Linked DNA regions of Mus musculus: region 2 is linked to region 1. Evidence: chromatin contacts called from public HiChIP or PLAC-seq data. All regions are on one chromosome and are shown on one strand. Each heading gives the region's core, a stretch centred on a gene start, on an enhancer-like site or on the middle of the called end of the contact. The rest is flanking DNA. Distances are from core to core; before and after follow the strand shown.

Region 1 (3,993 bases), core at 273-2,772:
CCTACCTCCAGGTTCCTGCGCTGACTTCCTTCGATTATGAACAGTGATGCATAAGGCAAATAAACCTTTCCTTCCCAGCTGGTGCTTCACCGCAGCACCGATAACTCTAACTAAAGTAAAGATGTAACACTATTTGGCTTTGTTTTCCTATGTAATTTCAAATTAACTAGCAAGAACATACCCTGGGAAAAGCCCATCTCGATTTGTTTTTAAGATACTTTCAAACTAAAAAATATATAAACTATTTTTTAAATTTAGATTTATTTACTTATTTGTGTGCGGTTGAACAAGGTGTGAACTACAGTCACTGTGGTTCTGTAGAGGTCAGAGGATAATCGGGAGTTGGTTCTCTCTTCTATCATGTAGGTCCTGAGGATGGGGACTGTCAGAGTTGGTGATAAGCACTTTCACCCAGTAAACTATCTGGGCAGCCCTAAACTATTAGATTATCCTTTGGTTTTCTGGGACTTCTATTTGAATAAGAATGCTTATAAAATGTACTGTTAAAATAAAGCTTACCTTCAGGCTGGTATGAGAACGTGGTTGACTTAATTCTTGAAATTTCCATTGCTCTGATCCTGGGGTCTCGCCTCCTTTCTGAGTGTCAGGTGTAAGCAATCCATCTCCAGCAGGTAGAGGGAAAATCCCTAATGATATAGGACGTTCTTTTCTATTTGAAGAGGGGAGAAAAAAATGAAACATTCTCATTAGTTTTTTATTTGTCGTGATTTTAAGCCTGGGCTGTGGATAGAAAAATCCCAGCTCTTTGGAAGATGAGGCAAGGGGATAACAAGGTCAGGGTCTCCCCTGGCTGTAGAAAGCTTATTCTCAATCTGCAATCAGCTCTCCTACATAATCCTATACGCACACCTAAATAAGTATATACCAAAGAGAAAAAACAGCCTCAAAGCTTTACATTGGCTCCACAAGTTAAGAAAAGTGTGGAAAAACTGTTTAGACACTGTTTTCACCTGCCAAGTTTGGAGCTGTTCATAGGTGAGGTCTCAGAACTTAGCCTAGCCTGACCCTGAACTGGAGATCCTCTGCCTTAGCCCGCTGTATGTTGAGAGTACAGGCATGCATTACCACAGCTGCCTCTGCCAAGAACTTGATGGTGGTCTGGTGTGGTAAACATGGAGAAGAGCTGCTGAGTGTTAGCCATGGAGGTTAGTGGTCATAAGGAACAGGCAAAGGCCTCCCCAGTCCCTGTTCCTAGTTTTCCACTTCCTCAAGCTACAGTGTTTTTACAGTAGGCCTTTTCTGCCTAGAGGAAAATGAATATACTCTTTGAAACAGGGATACTATTCAACAGTAAAAATCCAAAACATTTTTATTTAAGTTCTGGTTTTCTACAAATCATATTACAGTAGTTCTTTTAGGCAGAGTGCAGATGAGAAAACTTCTGTTAGGAAAAAAGAGCAGCTCTTTTCCAAGTCTTTCTTTACTGGGAGTGATGGAGTCCTAGCACGTAGGAGATAGACAGGAGGAGGAGTTCAAGGTCATCCTTGTACACAAAGCACAATAGAGCCCAGCCTGTTTACATTAGAGCCTGTCTCCAAAACATTACAAAGAAGGTGGAGGGATGACTCAGTGGATAAAGGCAATTGGCACCAAGCCTGACACCTGCGTTCAGTCTCTAGGACCCTCATGGCAGAAGGAGAGAACCAGCTCCTACAGGCTGTCTTCTGACCTCCACATTCATACTCCAATAAGTAGTAAATAAATCTAAATCTGAAACAAGTAAACACTAGTCAGCTATTTCACAAGTCAGTGACAAAGAGTTTTATTTTTCCTAATAGAGAGTATACTGCACATTACACGTTTCTATTTCCAGGCAATAGAACTTGTTTCTTCTTGAGACTTATTAGCTTTTACTTTAAACTACATCATTTCTGCTTCTTTGTTCTTAAACTGCAATCCTCTTTTTTTCTCATTAAATGATAGCCAAGTGTTTTGGTTTCCTTTAGTTAACAGAATGAAAAGTTGCTAGCCTGCTGTCTATTCCCAATTTTGAAAAACTTACTTTGGGAACAGAAATTCCCAAACTACTATCTGACTTTTATCTAACAAGCCTTCATGCCTTAAGGGAGAAGCAAGTAGGAATTTAATCAGAGTCTATCTAATATAAAGCTAGGAAGATAGCGCAGATTTCCTGAGATACAAGCCCATCACTGGCACCATCTTCCCACATAAACTCCTTTCCACACATATGGAGTGCGCAGTCTTCTTTAAACCCAAGCTTCCTTTCCTATTCCATCTATACGCCCAACTCTCTATTTTGCTTTTATCACTTTTTTGAGAAAAACAGATCTCTAGGAGGGGGTCAAATATGCTTGGAGTTTCTCTGCTCCAGATCTAGAAAATTAGCATCACCATGTGCTTCTTCCTCTGCGGACTGACCAATTAGATAGCTGATGGGGGCAAGAGATGCAGTTACATAAGTCTGACAATATTCTACTCTCAAAACAAAGTTCGTGAAAGGCAAACACTAGTCTTGAGCTTTGTTGTCATGCATGTTTGATGCTGTTTGTATTATATGCTTCAATAAAAATCACAGAAAAGTTAACCAAAAAAAAAAAAAAAAAAAAGGAGAACCTGTAGAAAAATACCAAGTGGCAGATTTCAGTCCCTACACTGAAGCACCTGCTCTCGCTGTCCAGCCACTGACTCCCTAACAGAAGCAAGGCTGACAAGTGTCTGAATCTTGTTATAGTCTCTAGCTAGTAGCTTCAGTTGTATATATTGATTTTTAGTTGGTTATTTAAATACCAGCTTATGTGTACTAATGATTTTTGAAAATATGTATTTCAGATAGCCTTTTGGCTATACCTGAAAGAACTGAGCCAGATAAACTGATGTGCTTTATCTGGTCTAACCAACCAGGAAACAGGACTGCTTTTCCAGATTTTACAATAGGGAAGATGATGTTCTAAGGCTTTATATATTAGTAACCAGCAGGACTAAGATTAAAAGTCACTTCTACTAAAAATGTGAGGTACACAAATGACTTACTTATATAATGGATCATATATTTTGCAACTGTAATGAAGTGCAAAAAATAGCTCGCTTGATTTTTTAAAATCAGTCACTGAGGTAAAATACCTTAAGAGAAGGAACCTAAGAGATTAAACAAATCACCAAAGGCTGCATATATGGGACAAGGTAACTCCAAAGTCTTAGTTACTGTATGGCAATACTTCTCCAGCATAGCCTAAGCCAGCCCTTAATATTAGTCATATTAATATTATACATATTTTTAAGCCTACAAGTTTTAGTTTCCTTATATCCTAAATATACATAGATTTGTATACAACTCTTTCAGGTACTAACATATACAAAATAGTCAGACTGTTTCTCAATTTTATACATCAGGAAAGAACCCAGCAGAGAACTGTATGTAATTCCAGCACTGAGAAGGAGACTTCCTGTGGGGTTCAAGGTTAGCTTAGGCTACATGACTTGTTTGAAAAAACAAATATAATTAGGAAAGAAAATAAATGATCAAGTACCTAGTTTTAGACTATACGAGAAAACTAATTTCTGAGTGTTAAAAATTAAACATGAGCTGGCCTATGAATAAAAAGAATCACATGAAAGAAAGGAGCTACTTCCATTCTTCTTGCCTAAATCAGAATTACCATTAAAACATATTTTATCATCACTTAGATACTAATTAGTTATAGTCTATGAATCTTAATTTCAAGTCATGTACAAAAGAGAAATCTGAGCAGATCAGATTCTTTGAGTTTATGAGTTAGAAGACAAGACAGCAAATCCCTAGGCATTGGAAAGTGGTTCACACTGGCTGCACGCAGAGAACAGCAGCTAAGCATGCAGCCTGGTGACCACCCCCACAAGCAGGAATGGGCATTTGTCACCCAGGAGTACAAAGAAAAGAAAGGGCACCGTCTGACCAAACAATAGTGAATAGGCTTTGTGAAGCTTTCACAACTTTGATGTGCAAATAACGGAGGGGAAGGCATTCTAGTCTTG
Region 2 (3,605 bases), core at 570-3,069, 86 kb before region 1:
TCTTTTTCTGAGACAGTCTCATTAGGTATACCGCACTGGCTGGCCTGGACCTTGTGATCCTCCGGTCTCAGCCCCTGCAATGTGGGGATTATAGGTGCCTACTGCATAAAATGATCTGTGGTTATTTGGGTTTTTTGTTTTTATTTTTATTGAGGGTACCAGGATACCTAGAAAACCTCTCCTGGGGAAGAGGTTGGGATCATGCCCCACGTCACCCATGCCACAGAGCCTAGGCTTCCTCGGGGAACCTGAGCAAAAGGAACATTCCAGTGAGTGTACTGGGAATTCTTAGAAAAGTTTCAGGGCCATCTATCTGTGCCATCTATCCTTGACTCCTTTCTGACCGGGATCTGTGGGGAAATGTCCTCTTAAGCCTCTCAGCCCTCCTGGGCTACAACTGTCTCCCCCAGAGCCCTCAAATAATCCGGTCCCTGTGAGGAGACATTGGGTACAGCTGGCCGCCTGCCCCTCTGAGAGGGCATGCTAGTAATGTCAAGGCCAAATATAGAGGGAACCAGATACCTCATGGGCCCAGGGCCTAGGGAGCCCCATGGACTCCACCGCACCTGCCCCACCCCCAGCTCTTTCGGAGTCCTGCAACCTCCACCCCCTTCCAGCCTGGGCAAGCAGCCAGGAGACTGGCATCCCCTTCTCCTGGCCCCAGTCCACTTGGGGACATGTCCCAACAAGTCCAAGCACAGCAGGAGGCTGGCCCAAGGGTGTGGGGGGCAGAGTTTGCGCTGGGCGTGCGTGCCTGCGTGGGGACACCTCTCCAAGCCCTTTTACAAGCGTACCTTCCCACCTGGCTCTCAACACCAGGAGGCCAAGAGGAACCACTCCTGCCCTTGGTTCTTTAACTTCCTCGGGAGACCAAGACCATAAAGCTGGGGTGGGGGAGACCAGAGAGCCAGGTCAAACCCCAATAAACTGCTGGACACACCGAACTGCAAATAATTAGTCCCGATTGCCTCCACCGTCCTCTCTGGGGAGTGAAAGGTCAAAGGGCAGAGTTGCTGACGCAAATGTCAAGGGAGACATGTGGAGGCTTGAAACAGCTGGGATCCTGCTCCCAGCGAGGTCACTAGAGCCCTGAACACTGTGTCCCCCCCGCCCCCGCCCCCCGCCCCGGGCAACTGGGAGAGCTGTTCTCAAAGCACCAGAGGTGAGGGGGCTCTGTGGCTTTTCCCTCCTGGCTCCAAGGTCACCGAGACCTGATGGAGAAGGTTAATCAGGCTCTTGGGGAAAGCTTAACCTGCCTGATACTCGGTTCTGCTCGTGAGCCTCTGCTACCTCTACAAAGAGGGAAGAGACCTCTGTCTCCTGTGAGGGGAATCCTGGCTCCAAACCCTCTTCTCGGTTGGCACACCTTGGCAGCTCTGCCAGTCTGTGCACAGTGGCGACCCCCAGCGGCTGGATTAGGGCTTGAACTTGGGGCTGGGGCTAGGCTGCTGCCATCCTAACACTGCAGCCTGAGGCCCAGGCCAGGGAACATGGGACATAGCAAGAGCAGCTTGGCTTTGGTCAAGAATATTTACTAAGCCTTAATTTTTTCCTCCTTGAATTGTGGCTAGACCTCAGCCGAAATAGCCCACTGTTAGCATAATAGGGTCAACATGTCTAAGGATGAACTCCGCCTCCTGGGCCCAAACCTGCTCCTCCTCCGGACTTCCCTGTTTCCATTAATAGCACTGCCACCACCCAGTCCCTGGAGCTCCGAACCTTGTCATCTTCAACTCCTCCTCTCTGGACTGGGCACCTGACCTGCCCCTCCTCAGTCTTCAGGCCACCCTTCCGTCCTCCAGCGAGTTGGCCTTTTTACAGAGCCACTGGAGTGCTCAACAGCGCCACCTATGGGCCAGACCCGATCACATGACCCAACACCTGCTGACTTTGTAACCTGGGGCAAGTCTCAGCTTCCTTGGCTATAACTTGAGAGTGAGAATAGTCATTTGGTAGGATAATGTGTGACCCAAGTGACAGAATGTACCTGAAAACCCTATCATGTAGGATGTTCCTAGGCACAGGAAAATTTTACACACCCTGTTCTCCAAAGCCTCTATTTTATAAACAAGGAACTGAGACCTGACAGGGGCATTGAATACCAAGTGTCTTTACAATACACTGCAGAGCCAGCTAGGATGTGGAAGCTCCTGGAAGTTTTAGTGTGTCTCCCTCCCCCATCATTCCACTCTAGAACCCACAATTAAAAGCTGCCGCTGGCTTCATTAGGCCCATCCCCTGCCTTCAGGGGGAGGGACACCTGCCAGGTGTCCAGGTCATTAGCCATAGGAAGTAATCTTGAGATGTGACAAGCACAGGTCACATACAGCAGTCTGAGTCAGGGAAGCCATGTGCAAGGTTCCAAATGGGGCTGAGCATACAGCCACCTGCTTGAGGGGCAAGGCCTCATTCCAGAAGTTCCAAAGGGTAGGGGTCTCTGGTGCAACTCAGCTGCCCTGAGTGGCCTTGTACCTTTAGTGGCCATGTACTTCTTAGGGTCAGGAAGTGAAGTACAGGCTACCCCAGCTTGCTGTTATCCAGGCCTTCTTCCCTGTGGGAAGATGTTCCCTTCATTCACCCTGTGGATAGGACTTGAATTCCACACACTCCCTTCAGATGAATGGTAGGAGACCTGCCTAGGTCATAATCATTACCAGATTTCCCTGAAGAGGCCACAGCAAGAACTGCTGGTGAAAAGGCTTTTAGCATGAGGTGGATGGACCCTCCTGGAGTCCTTGTCACCTGTCCTCTAAGGCCATGGCTCTCAAGTGGATGGTTGCTTTTGTATTCCCAGCGGACACTTAGCAGCATCTAGAACCCGTTTCTCTTGTCACAAATGGAGAGTGGGTACCGCTAGACATTTTTAGTGGGTCAGGACCAAACATGATGCTCTAAGCCTCTTAGGGCTCAGGACAGAACTGAAGACGGGCCAGCCAGCTGACAGGCACAGGCCTGACCTCCAGCTTTTGTAATGATCTTTGGGTTCTTGTCCCCCTGCCCAGCCCAGGGAAGTTTCTAGAATAGTCCATGCTGACTTCTCAACTCTTTCAACAAGGACAAAGAGGCCCTGGAAAGACACCCAGACCTGGACACTCCCCATCCTGTTTCATGAGCCTTGTTGTCCACTGGATCTGCATGTAGTCCCTGGCACTGAATTCATTAGGGGAAAGCTGAGAGCAGTGAGGTACAAAATGGCTCTCTCAGCTCTCCTTAGATTCAGCCTGCAGCCCCGGGAGGGAGGTGAACTTGTTGAGGAGCAGAGGCAGGAATACCTTGTCAGGGCCAGGAAGCTTCTGCAGCACTGTCTAGTGGTCACATGTTCTCCTTTGGCCTCTACAAACACCATTCCTATGTAAACCAGTGCCCTGAGACTCCCTGGTGTCCCCAAATGGTCTCTAGGGTCTCCGCCTGACCTCTAGAGCTCTGCTAGGGTGTCTTATACAGCCTTGGTATCAGAGCCTCTCAGATAACCCAGGTGTCTGCCCCGAGGTAACTGACAGTGACCCTGAGATCCCATTCTGGAACTGCCTACCTTGTGGGGCTGGGGACTCATACAGGCTCACCCTCTGTCTCGTCTTGAGGACATCGCATTCCTCACCATGGTG

What was found. HiChIP or PLAC-seq counts read pairs in DNA pulled down with a chosen protein or histone mark.
Region 2: a contact with region 1 is called in an H3K27ac HiChIP or PLAC-seq map of embryonic stem cells, with 7 read pairs. The contact joins the promoter of B230206L02Rik here to the enhancer-like site in region 1. A contact is called at or near these places in 1 of 39 promoter capture datasets (embryonic stem cells), 1 of 115 datasets of contacts at active chromatin or transcription factors (embryonic stem cells) and 3 of 9 other capture datasets (adipose tissue, liver and pancreatic islet).

What each region holds. Positions count from the first base shown.
Region 1 is chr11:94,045,085-94,049,077 of GRCm38.p6, reverse strand. It overlaps Spag9 (sperm associated antigen 9), which reads right to left. Exons shown (of 29, transcript NM_027569.3): 5 at 520-670. Among named protein-coding and RNA genes, the nearest start is that of Gm38951, 27 kb to the left of the region's middle. Within about 2 kb of position 1,522, at least 16 of the 459 cell types and tissues checked have an H3K27ac peak or open chromatin away from gene starts, as enhancers often do. A contact at or near this core is called in embryonic stem cells, where this site is marked.
Region 2 is chr11:94,131,670-94,135,274 of GRCm38.p6, reverse strand. It overlaps B230206L02Rik (RIKEN cDNA B230206L02 gene), which reads right to left and starts at 1,819. Exons shown (of 4, transcript NR_167701.1): 1 at 1,720-1,819.